Regions from separate parts of the Mus musculus genome. Here region 2 is linked to region 1. Evidence: chromatin contacts called from public HiChIP or PLAC-seq data. All regions are on one chromosome and are shown on one strand. The core of a region is the stretch at or near the end of the contact, and the rest is flanking DNA. Distances in the headings are between cores, read along the strand shown. Region 1 has its middle 69 kb from the start of Gm40744. Region 2 overlaps Nudt4 (nudix (nucleoside diphosphate linked moiety X)-type motif 4).

What was found. HiChIP or PLAC-seq counts read pairs in DNA pulled down with a chosen protein or histone mark.
Region 2: a contact with region 1 is called in an H3K27ac HiChIP or PLAC-seq map of large pre-B cells, with 5 times the contacts expected there. The contact joins two enhancer-like sites. A contact is called at or near these places in 2 of 115 datasets of contacts at active chromatin or transcription factors (kidney and large pre-B cells).

Annotation. Positions count from the first base shown.
Region 1 is chr10:95,027,055-95,033,430 of GRCm38.p6, forward strand. No RefSeq gene overlaps it. Among named protein-coding and RNA genes, the nearest start is that of Gm40744, 69 kb to the left of the region's middle. Within about 2 kb of position 2,632, at least 13 of the 459 cell types and tissues checked have an H3K27ac peak or open chromatin away from gene starts, as enhancers often do.
Region 2 is chr10:95,546,123-95,552,498 of GRCm38.p6, forward strand. Nudt4 (nudix (nucleoside diphosphate linked moiety X)-type motif 4) reads right to left here. Exons shown (of 5, transcript NM_027722.5): 2 at 6,364-6,376; 3 at 5,327-5,371; 4 at 3,654-3,738; 5 at 885-3,368. The coding sequence ends at 3,166. Among named protein-coding and RNA genes, the nearest start is that of Mir3058, 10 kb to the right of the region's middle. Within about 2 kb of position 2,544, at least 30 of the 459 cell types and tissues checked have an H3K27ac peak or open chromatin away from gene starts, as enhancers often do.

The DNA.
Region 1 (6,376 bases), core at 1,382-3,881:
TCATGAATAAAGATTTCAAGGAACCTTCACTGGTCGAGTAGGAAGAACTTCCAGGTCGGAGGGAGGAAGAGGAGAAGCAGGAGAAGGATGCTTGCTTTTTGGATGGGAGAGTAAGTGGGAGGGCAAAATGTAGGTAGTGAAGGCCCCTGGTTCAGGTGGTGGATCCACCGGGATCAGCTACTGGAGGATTTATAACTTAGGATACCTTATGTATTAGGATGCTAGTTGTGCAGCCTGTTCTCAGCCTGGCAGACTCTCTGACCCAGAGCTCTGAAATCTCTCCACCCGGCTCGCTAAGTTCCCTGCCACCCAGCCTCATGCTTCCAAATTCCCAGGCTTGTTGGAGTGCCACTGTAACTTTCTCTCTGGAACCCAGGTGAGTCTCCGAGTGAAGGAAAACACCGCACAATCTTAGTTTAGAATCTTGGCGGTTTAAGCAAATTTTTCTGCAAACTGGAGATGTAAGATCAAGATATTTATAGAAACTAAGCATGATGTTTCAAGACAATAACTCTGTATTGGGGGGGGGGGGAGAGACAGGAAGATCACAAAATCAAGGCGACCTGGGAAAACGATCAAACCATCACCAACAAAACCCCCAAACATGGTTGGGTTGATTCCCTAAAGGGCTGTAAGGGAGGGGTTTTTGAGACTTCTCTCTTGGGTATGTATACAGGATTATCTTCTTGTGTTTTGATATGGTCTTTCAGCTGTGGGTGTTTCTGTCCAAACTTCGGTTTATAAAGCCTGTGCTAAATTAAAGAGCACATGCCAACGAACCCATTTTTTACTTAATTGCCTATATAACTATTCTGTCTCCAAATAAGACAACCTACTGTGATGGTTAATATAGAATATTCCCTTGACAGGAGCACTCAGGAAACAGTCCTATAAGAACATGCATGAAAGTGTTCCTAGACTTCTCAGTGCCTGTCATTGGGAGCCAGTTTTAGATCATATTCTAGGCAAAGCAAGGAAGACATGGAGGGAGGTCTAGGGGAGGCCATCTGTGGGAGGTGCTGTTGGTTACCCATCATACAGCCATTTTCTCACCTCTTCTCTCAGCCAACAGTGTTTGTTCCCATCACAGGATTGGGGAATGCAGGTTCTCACTGTCTGCCCTGGCAACACTGGTGGATCCTTCTTGAAAAGAGCTCTGCTGTAGAGCTTCTGGGTAAGATCTAATCTAGATAAGCAAGGAAATGTTTATTGTGAGGAAAATCCAGATCTTCTTTCGAGTGCTTTGTTACCTTTTGTCAAGGCAGGATATATGAAGCTTTGACAGCCATCATGTACTAATGGGGAATAGTCTCTAGAGATTCTGAGAGATGCCCTGACAGTTGAACCACAGCCTCGACTCTCCCAACCACTGTTAGGTGAGAAAAAGAAACTCTAATAGTTTCAGCCCGGTTTTCACCTGTCACATGCAACGGGAAGCCTCTTAGTGATATATCCATGCTCACACCCTTCTCTTCTCCTCTCCCTCCCTGCTAGCCTTGGGAAGAGAACTCAGGAATAGAATGACTCCTGTACTTCTAGAGTACTGTTGAGACCTCATGCACATAGCCAGAGGGCAAAGTGCTAGCTTATGTCCTGAGATAGGGGACTGGTTGAACCTGTGATAATTGAAAGTCTAATTCTTACTTGGAGATAGTACCAGAGATACACTTCTATGCTGTCTGTCTATCTGTTTCTCTGTGTGTGCACATGTTCTCTCTCTCTCTCTCTCTCTCTCTCTCTCTCTCTCTCTCTCTGTGTGTGTGTGTGTGTGTGTGTGTGTGTGTGCGTGTGCATGCTTATGGAGACCCAAAGTTGATTTAGGGTTTCTTCCTCCATTCCTCTCTTCTTTACTTCATTTCAATTTCAATAAAATGCAGTGCTTACCAATTGGCTAGTCTAATTACCCCAGCTTGCCACCAGAGTCTCCCATCTTTGCCTCCCCAGGAATAGACTAAAGGTGGCTGTCATGCCTGCTTAGCTTCTGTATGGGTTCTGGCCAGGGTTCACCTGTGGTCTCATTCATGCTTGTGTTACAAGCATGTTATCCACTGAGCTACCTCTCCAGCTCTCTCCATGCTTCGTTATTCTTGCCTGTCATATCTGATCACCAGGCAGCCATTTGGTTCGTGTTGGAGGGACATTGGGTATAGTGATAGAGAACAGTTGGCTGGCGGGCAGAGAGACCTGAACGTAGATGGATGCTCTCATTTCTGAGCCCTGGGACTGTTGGTCTGCGGGAGACGGAAGCTCTCTGAGTATCAGGAAGGGAAAATCTGTGACTTCATTCAGTAGGTATATGGAGGTCGGGGAAACAGCAGACAGGGAGGATGGTACCTGCAGTGGGAGAACGGGGTAGATGAACTCAGCAGTGAGAAGCTAAAGCAAGCAGGCAAGAAGCACATCTGCTCTCCATACTTCCTTATTTCTGGGCCACTGGTGGAAGGCACCCCACCATGTTTAGGGTGAGTCTTCCTGTTATAAATAAACTAATCAAGAAAATCCTTCATGGGTGTGTCCAGGAGCTTGGCTAGATCTTGTCTAGTTGACAATCAATATTGACCAGCACAGTGTTCACATGGGGCTTAGGTCTGGCAGTAGACGTTTCTAGATGATGGCTAGATGTAGCTGGATGTGGTTCCTGGGTTTTACTCTCTCATCACCCAGGTGGGATCTTACTTACTTGTAGACTAACTGTAGCCTAATGAGGTCATGTCTAAAATTCCTGCACAATTCTGTTCTGTAGCAGCTTGTGGCGTAGCTGCAATTATATACGAAATTCTATACTTTGTGCTGGAATGTTTGGTGAGGGGAGAGGAAAGCTACTATTTAGAAGGGTATTTAAAAGGCTTCCTTTTCTATTTTGGCCAAAAGTAAAAATAGACATAGCAGATGTTGAGAGAGAGAGAGAGAGAGAGAGAGAGAGAGAGAGAGAGAGAGAGCTAGAGAGCAGGAGAGAGAGCAAGAAAGAGGGAGAGAGAGAGAGAGAGAGAGCTAGAGAGCAGGAGAGAGAGCAAGAAAGAGGGAGAGAGAGAGAGAGAGAGAGAGAGAGAGAGAGAGAGAGAGAGAGAGAGAGACAACAAAACTGATGTGTTTCTAAGTGGACTTGAGTTGGTGGGTGAATTGGAGCTGTGAGAGGAGAGCCTCCAGGACCAGTTATTCAATGAAATTGCTTTGGTCAGAAAGATTGTGGTTTTCTTTAGGTTTCCCAGGCCAGATGTCTCTTTTTCAGAATTGCACGGTAAAGTGATTTTGCATTTGGGCTCTACAGGAACCATGTTTGATTATACAGCAGCCCTCAGGACTTTTCTGCCACCATGGCACTTTTATTCCTCCCTTCTCTTCATCAGCACCAGAGTGGGCGGAGAGGGTAGAATGCACAAACCTGCCCATTTCACAGACAGAGAAATCCAGGCACAAAACAGCTCAGCGATGTGTCCAGATATTGCTGCCAGCAAATCAGAGTAGAAAAGGAGGCAGTCTGACTGTGCCATAGGGATTTGGTTCTGGTGTTTAGTAAGGCACCCGAGGACTGATCCTGTTCTTAATGTGCAACAGCTATATGTTTGCTTATGTTTTAAACTCACAAAACTGTAAGCTCCACTAGCAGTTGTTGGTCTTACCTTGTCGTCCACCGGACAGCCTGAAACCCCATGGCTGGAATTTGCTACTTTTCATGATCCTGGAACTCCAGTGCAGTATGTTGATGGTTAGGTGTAAAAGCAACTTTTATCCTCCTGCTGTGATTGATGTCTGGGAGGTTTATTGCCTCTGTCTGCTAACCGAGGCCCAGTCCCAGAAACTTTTCGCCTCCATATAATCTGTCTAGATCTAGAATGTTTTCAGCCTCTGGGACTTGCTGGTTAATAAGCTCACCCCTTTCTAGCTCTTTCTGAACCCTAGCTTGCTGGTTCAACAACTCAGCTGTTCAGGTTCAAACTCCTCTCCCAGCTGACCGATCCAGTCTGGCTTTTCTCTTGACCCTGAACTGCTCTGCTCAGCCTCAGACTAACTCCAGCAATCTGTCCTAATCTTCTGGATCCTTGTTCTCTGGCTCATTCTGTCTTCACCTGTGTCTGTAGAACTCATAGTAAAACGGTCTCCTTCTGCCTCTCTGTGCTGTTCCACTCTCCCTCTCAACTCGGCTGCACTGTCTCCATGAACTCTACTGTATCCTGGACTGTATCTCTTCTCCTGTACTGTCTGTCTGTCTCTCCCTTAACTGCTTCCCTCTCCTCTCTCTTCTCGTGAGAGTTGTGTATATCCTATTCTGTCAAATCTTTCTCTGATTCATCACTTTGTCTGCCTCGAAATTCAACATCACTTTCAAATATGGTGCTTCCTTCTACAAACTAACTTTACTTTCATTGTTTGGGATTCAAGGTGGATACTAAGGGCATGTCTGTATTCCAGCCAGAGGAATTAAAGTTGTGTTGCTAAGGGCGGAGTTGCACCCTAACTAGAAGCAGGTTCAAATTTCCTTTAACAGGGTTCAATGTGATGGTTAATTTTATTGTCAACTTGGCTTGCACCATGGAGCCTAGATCATTGGTCACAAGTTACTCTGAAGTGGTTTTTTTTATGGAATTAACATTTAAATTGGTAAACATTGAACAGAGTAAGCTGCCTTCCATTACGAAAGGTGGTGAACTTTGTCCAATCAGTTAAAGAATTAAATATAATGAAAAATGGATTTTCCTTGGTCAAGAAATAATTCTTCAGTACATGTCTTTGGAATTGAACTTTTGAATCAAATCTAGGCTCCCCTGACTCTTCAGTTGGTTAGCTACCAGCAGATTTTAGACTTTCTAAAATCCATAGTCACATGAGATAATTCCTTAAATCTATCTCTCCAAAGATCTACCTATCTTTGTCTGTTTGTCATCTATCTATCTACCTACCTATTATCTGTATGTCATCTATCTATATATCTATGTATCTATCTATCTATCTACCTGCCTACCTATCTATCATCTGCCTATCTGCCTATTTACCAATCTACCAACTATTTTTTTTTTTTTACTAAAAAGCAAGTCACAAACAGCCCAAAGGCAAAGCATGTATCCTTAGAACCAACATCTTAGTGATAGAATTGAAGACATCAAGGCAAGAGAGGGCTGAGGGGATAGCTCATTTGATAATCCCTACAGCCTGTGAGGAGTCAGAGACAGGTAGCTTCCTGGGGTTCCAGCCTACTTGACAAGTTCCAGACCAATGAGAGAAAAATGGCTCACAGTGCCTGAGGAATAACCCTGAGGTTGACCCCTGCCCCCCCCCCCACATATACACACAAACTTATTTCTCCCCATGAAGACAAGAGAGATAAAAGATATTCTTGTAGCTGTTTTTAGAACAAATCTTCCATAATTCATTTTTTCAAGGTTGTTGGGAATATTAAGTGTAACAAGGAAGACAAAGGCTGTTTAATAGCCCCTTGAATACATGTGTGCGCGTGTATTGATGCACAGATAGGCAAGAGCATATACACTTACGATTTCAAAAACCCATTGTGACCTCAGAGGCACATAGGTGATCCAGAGTCCCTCCACACTTCATCTTTACCGACTAATCGTCCTCGTGGGAGTATTATGTCTGGTTTCATGCGTGGGGCTTTGGGCTTTGGAGATTACAGAGCTCCAGACTCAGCTCTACCACTGGGTAAGAGTTAGAGAATCCTTCCCAAAGTTTCTCTCCTCAGAGCCCTTCAAGATGCTCCCACGAGTATTCACGGTCTCTAAGGACTGTCGTGTTGCTTAATAATGAAAGTGAGATGGTGTAAGGGAGAGCCTTGGTACACACCTAAAAGCTTAGTGGTCTTATCAGTACACTGAACACCAGTAATAATTACCAATGTGGTTAGTCTTGTGCCATGCTCATGGACTGTCTGCGATGTGTTTCCTTTCTTTCTGCCCATGGGTGGCAATCCTTTTATTATCTCTCAACACTGCTCCTCCATCTGTGACCACAGTTCCAGTGTCTCAGGTGGCTTTGTCATCTGCCTGTGAAGCAGTATATAGTTCGGGGGATGCCCTGGGTCTAGTGATCAGACTGCTTGTACTCCCAAGCTGCAGTGCTCCCTAGCTGCAGTGCTCCTCAGTAGCAGTACTCCCCAGTGGCAGTAGTCCCCAATGGCAGTACTCCCCAGCAGCAGGGCTCCCCAGCAGCAGTGTTCCCGTCTCCTTCTTGCTCTGTGCTATTTTGAGGCTGCAAAGCATCCTGGCTTTCTGGATCAGACACTGATGTCAAGATGAATGAGTCTGTTTTTGAATGGTGGCTTTGGCTTGAGCTGTATGTCTGGCTTCCGCTGGCTTCTCCATCTCATGGTGCCAGACAAAGGTCCTCTCGAGTCATTTGTTGCTGGCTCCTGTGGTTGTTTCTT
Region 2 (6,376 bases), core at 1,294-3,793, 520 kb after region 1:
TTGTTTCTGTGTATCTCTGGCTGGCCTGGAACTCAGAAATCCCCTTGCCTCTGCCTCCCAAGTGCTGGGCGTGCACCACCACACCCGACTTCAATAAAATTTTTACAAACTATAGAACAAAAAAGCTATACATGGAAGACTTAGATGCTATGCATAAACAGATAGTGAGGCAGCTGGTTATTCTATCCAGTGTGACAGAAAATCCTGGTTTTTCTCTGTAGTCCTGGCTGCCCTGGAATTTCTCTATAGCCCAGGCTGACCTTGAACTGAGATCTTCCTGCCCCTGCTAACTATGCCTGGCTTCAGACTTGGAAATTGAGACCAATAGAGACCAGGCTGGCTTTGAACCTGTGATTGATTAGCATAGCAGTGCTGCTCTCCTTGTCTCCCAGAGCTTAAAGGCATGTGTTATTACTACTTACCCAGCCCAAACTACTGCATTTAATCACTGCTCTGAAACTTCTAGTTCTTTTACATGTTTGAGTGGAAATTATAGTAAGGAATGTCCTGTTATTTTTCTAGTTTTGGTTATTAACCTATTAGGAAACTTCATGGCGTTAAGCCACCAATCCAAGTTAGTCGAAGTGCACAAGAGCTGTGTGTGTGTGTATGAAGTCTGATGTGAGTTTTACTGTAGAATGCCACATGGAAGTATAGAATGGCTGCACATGATATAAATCTAGCTGAGGGAACAGATTCTATACAGCAAAGGCATAGCTCTGAAACCTGTGTGTGTGATGCTGTGAACCTCTGTGGGTGCTGGAACCAATGTCAGATCATTTCAAAGAAGAGCAAACACTCTTAAGCCATTTCTCTAGCCCCCTGTAAAAGCATGTACCTGAAAGATGAAAACAGGCTCTTCTTAAACTAAAAATAAACATACAGAGGTTGTTTCCATTTTTATTTGATGTTTCCAAACGTAAAAAAGTCAAGATTCTTACAATTCTTACAACAGTTCGAATGCAACCATCTCAGATGAGACCATGCAAAGCAACTCTTGTACACATACCCTTTTCTCTCCTTCACCTTTGCTGCTTCATACGGTGTGACTGACAACTGGATGGCTTGTCCTTGGTGGGAAAATGCCATTTCTTTACACCACCACCCAACAGTTTCTACTTTTTTGCAAGTCAATTTTTAACAAGTTACTTTGCTTTTTTCTTTTAAACATTAGGAGGCACATGGAACTGGAGAATTTAGCTGCCCCGTTTTATTCAGCGCCTGCACAGATAAGCACAAACAGCAGTCTCCCCGCTGCAGGCGGCTGGGCTGGTAGACATGAGCTCTACTAGATTCAATTTCCTTTAGATCTTTCAAGTTCTGGGTTCCAGAAGAATAATGAGGAGCCCTCAGGTGAAATTTAACAGTGAAGCTGCATTCAGTTGCATTCTGTAAATCTTTGCTATTTGCATAGACTAAAGACAGTTTGCTAAATGGCACTGAAAGAAATCCTGACCCAGGTGACATGACTTAGTCCAAATGTTTCTGACCAAAGAAATTATACAACAATATTTATAGGCTAACTTTTAAAGAGATGGTTGACATGAATACTGTACATATTTTACATATAAAATAGGTTCATGCATTATTACCTCTGAGAGTATCGTGTACATACAAACCCCCAAGCACTTGTGATGGTTTATTTGCTGGAAGCAGTATTCTATACAAAACAGTCCAGTTTCTCTGTTGTGTTTAGTACAGGGAAGAATTGCAGAGAATCGTGAGAAAACAAGATAGAGAATGACAATCTGTGGGTTTCTTTAAAATGTTTCTTTTAAAACACCCAGAGTACATGACCTCTGTACAAAGAAAAATATAAAAGGTCTGGACGATCACGCTTGGTTACACTACATAATTTAGAATGAGTACTACTGGCTGAGTTCTTCTGCTTTGGAATCTAATGCTTTTAGTTCTGCTGCATCGGTGGCCCAAGATCTCATTATGGAAACGGTGCCAGTTTTCCTTACAGGCAAGGACCCTTGTCAGCAGCACTATTACAGTTTAAAGGTTAACAAGCGACAGAACAAATGTCTTCACTGTCTTAAGCTTGCCAGTTAGAGTATTTACAAAAGGTTAATAATGGCTAAAGATCTTTTCCTCTTCTCCCCCTTCACTTCCTCCATGAAGTCATGGTACTTTTTCATGGGATGGCCAATTTTGAGTCAGCACAAAGGCGAGGTACAATAATTCTTGGCTCGAATGTTCTAGTTTCCCCACAGTTAACTCATCTGACTCGTCACTTACTGACCCTCAAGACAGTGTCTTAGGCCTAGAACAGCCATCTTATTTAGTGTGACAAAGTCGTCACTGACCGGCATCCAAGGTTAGTCTAGTCCAGTGGTGAACAATGTCTCTAAATCAGAAACTGAAAATATATTTAAAGAGTACTCACCCTTGAGGGAAATGTGGCCCCTAATAGAGTCTATGTCAAAGAAGGGAAATAGCAGCTGAGCGTGCTAAATAGATTTCTATAACCAGTTTCAGGATGAGCTATGCAGAGCCACGTGTAAGTACTGACAGTTTTCCCTAAAAGACGGCACACTTTCACATCAAATCACTGTGGCAGAGGGGAACCGGTCCTAGTACATGGACCGTGACATAATTCTGCCTGTGAACAAATTCTCAGAAACAGGAAGCTGAAGTGCTTTGTCAAAGGCTCCTGGCCCATACAAACACGGCCCAAATCTGCAGTTTACAAAGGGAGAATATGACTCTCTTTAAGTTTTGGGGTGGATAGATTTCTTTAAATACCAAGAATTTTTCATTAATTCCCAACAAAGATTTGGTGTCTATTTTGATACTGTAAGAAAAAAAAAAATTGGGCAAAAAATATACCCAATAACCAGTTGATCTGTCAAAACAAACCATAGAATGTTAAGTGGACAAAAGTGAAAATGTCAAAAAGGTTATAAAAATGAAAACCAAAGGAATGGGGTACAATGAAGGCTTTAAAAAAAATTCCACATGGCTTTGGCATCTTAAAATATTTTTTGCTATTTTGTTATTTATTTTAAAAGACTTGAAAGCAGATGAAATACATGCAAATTATTTGAAATCCCTGCATAGCAAATACAGAGTTTGCCAGCAGCAGTCAGGTGTGTTAGAAGTGAAAGAGCCTCTCCTTGTGACATGTGCATCACATGATGGGGGAGGGACCCCAACCCTCTATCTTATACTGGATGGCACCCCAGAGGGCGGCGCAGCAGTCACAAACAAGGCATTGTTATCTGGGAGGGAAGGGACCGAGGAATTTCCATTGGTCGGAGAACAGCCCAGCTTTAGTTTTTCCAGATACTCTGCGTGGACAGGCTTATGACACTGAAGAACCTTGATTGCATCTTCTACTTTGAACCACTCTCTCTTCCTTCCTAGAGAAGAGTACAGCAGCAGTCACTGTCAGGTCAGTTTAAGAAGGCATACCCTACTAATATACAAGATTTCCTTTCTTTCCCCCCAAACAATGAGTTTTTTACTTCCTAAATGACTTAATAATATGGTAGGGAAAAATCATAAGGTAGTTCAAAAGTAGAACTACATGTTCACCCCTCTCAAAACAGTAACCAAAAAAATCAGTTAAGAAGGAATGGCAGAAGGTGGGAGGGACCAGAAGGAATGGCAGGTGGGAGGGACGGAGTAAAGGAACAGAAGCTCACCTATATTCACGGAGTCTTCCCAGTCTTCCAATATTTCAGTGACAGTCAGAACATAAACATATGTTCTGTGCTTCCGGTCTTGATTCTGCTTGAATAGAGAAAAAAAGCATTTTAATTCAGGGCTCTGGCCCAGTGACCAGCACGGCTGTTTCCAGTGTGACGGTGCATAGTGTAGCAATGCAGACAGAAGTGTGTATATATAAAACACACACCTCAAAATTGGCATTGGCAGGATGGCTCAGCACAGAAAAGCTGAGTTGGATCTTGGGAGCCTACAGTAGAGGAAAATCATTCCCAAAAGCTGTTCTCTAGCCTTTACACGTGTGCATACATGAGCACAGGCATGCACGCGCGCGCACACACACACACACACACACACACACACACACAAAAAAAAAACTTTGCACTGAAGATGGTAGGCATAGTAGTAGTTCACAGCTGAAATCAGAACCTGGAGGACCAAGGCAGGAAGGATTCAGTTTCAAGGCCGCCTGGACTACCTACCTAGCAAGTTCTAAGCCAGCTGAGGTCAGATTTACGATCCTGTCTCAAGACCAAAGACACTAGTCTGGGTATGTTGGTGCACCCCAGAAACCTCAGCATTTAGAAGCTGAGACAGCCTGCATTACAATGATGTATCTCAAAATCTGAAACGGGAGGTCCAACACCGCCAATGGGAAATTGCTAAAAACATGTCACGTGCTGTGATACTCTAAAGGGAAAAACTGCTGGCTGCCATTTCCTGTCAAATAGTGTGCTGTCTCCTTAACCAGTTAAGTTTTAGTTATGATTTTTCTTTACAAACTGGCCATAGTGACAAAGGTGTAATTGGTTTCTACACATTATCACAGAAAAATTTGTATTTCTCACTTTAACCAGAAGATGGTGCTATGTAACCACAGATAGGCATTTTGTGTAATATTTTAAGAACTACATTTAAAAATTTTTTATCTTATGTGCCTGCATATGCCTGAGTGAGGGTCAGGTCCCCTGGAACTGGAATTACACTTGTGGACGTGGGTGCTGGGAGTTGAACTCAGGTCCTCTGGCAAAACAACCAGTACTCTTACCTTGAATATTCTTACCATTGAGCCATCTCTCCAACCACAAGAACTGGTGCCTTATCAATTCCAATACATACACACTTGAATTCCTAAAGGCTTAATTAACTCTTGGTTCTACCAAGAAAGACTGAGCTAACTCTTACGTTTTGATGAGGGAAGACCCCGTACTTGTGGCACAGCACACACCACACTGACTAGGGATTCACTGACTTCTCAACCCAGCCTCTCTCTCCACCGTCCCCTTGCTGAATTCCATCCTGCCTCGTTAGTGAGAGAACACAAATGAGGTTTATTTTAGCATTTATTCCTTGTACCTGAGTTTTCCGTGGTCCTTCAAGTCACTGTTTGTTGTTCAGCGTCACATGCTGAACTAGACAGAACCCAGTCGCCCCCAGATCTTAAGACCTAGATCTCAGACTGCTAAAGATGCTGCCTATGCCCATGTGGCCAGTCTTTGTGTGAGCTCTACTCCACGGTCAGACATGGGTAACTACCCAGCCTCCCCCGATGCTAACCAGTGGCCTGCCTGCTGGTCGTTTTAGAGGAACCTGGTGCAGGCTGCTGTTAGGAAGAATCAGGAATCAAAGTGAGGGCTATTTTGTGACTCACCTCAAATATTCCGAGCAGTCTGCCTAGCTTTCCTTTGACTCCAGCCTATTAAAAAAGAAACAGGCTAGGTAAGTAAAATGCTTATCTTCATAATGATTCATTATAAGCTATGTTTTGTTTCAACTTCTGAATCTAAATAGTTCAGGCGTTCCCTAGCAAGTTAGCTGTCTAATTGTAAATTTCTTGGCCATACCAAGACTCACTGCCTATGTATAGAATAATGGCTCAATTCACACACAAATCCCAATTGCCTGGATTGATTAGATGACTTTCATTTAAAAAGAAATGACATGGGTGATAAAAAATGAACTTCTTATCAAACTGAAGGAAAACAATTTTCTGTATGAACTAACAGACTCCCCCCACTTCTCAATTTTTAAAAATTTTCATTTATTGTATGAGCACTTTGCTGCATAGACATCCTTAGGCCAGAAGAGGGCATCAGATCCCCTTATAGATGGTTGTGAGTCACCATGGGACAGTTGGGGATTGAACTCAGAACCTCTGGAGAAACAGCTGAGCCATCTCTCCAGCCCAACTATACCTTCTTACAAACCTGCCTTCTTTTCCAGGCAAGAGCTACAATTCTCTAGCCACCATTCAAAGGGTCCTGATTCCTCACCCCTGTTACTATAGCAACAGCAGCAATGGCAGTGCTTCCTGTCAGTGAAGCTGGGAAGCATTTCCCCCAGGAAGCCCATCTCCCAAGACTAAAACCTTCCTGAATGTACCCGGAAGCCCAGTGACAGAGTCTAGCATATACTACACACTTCTACCTTACATGGTCTCATCTGAGTGTAAAGCCAAGTTCCAATCCTGAGGGAAGGGACAATCAGGCCACTTGAGATTTTGTGCATGAAGGTGTGACACCTTTTATTATTGAATTTTAAGGCAGTTTGAATGTAATCTAGACAATCCTTATAAACATTGCAGAAGAGAACACTTCTGTCAACTGCCTGCTTGCATTTGCTCAGGATTACCTGGCAAAAAGCCAGAAGACCCTCCTGTAAAACCCCTCAAGACAGCCTTCATCTCACCTCTTCATACACT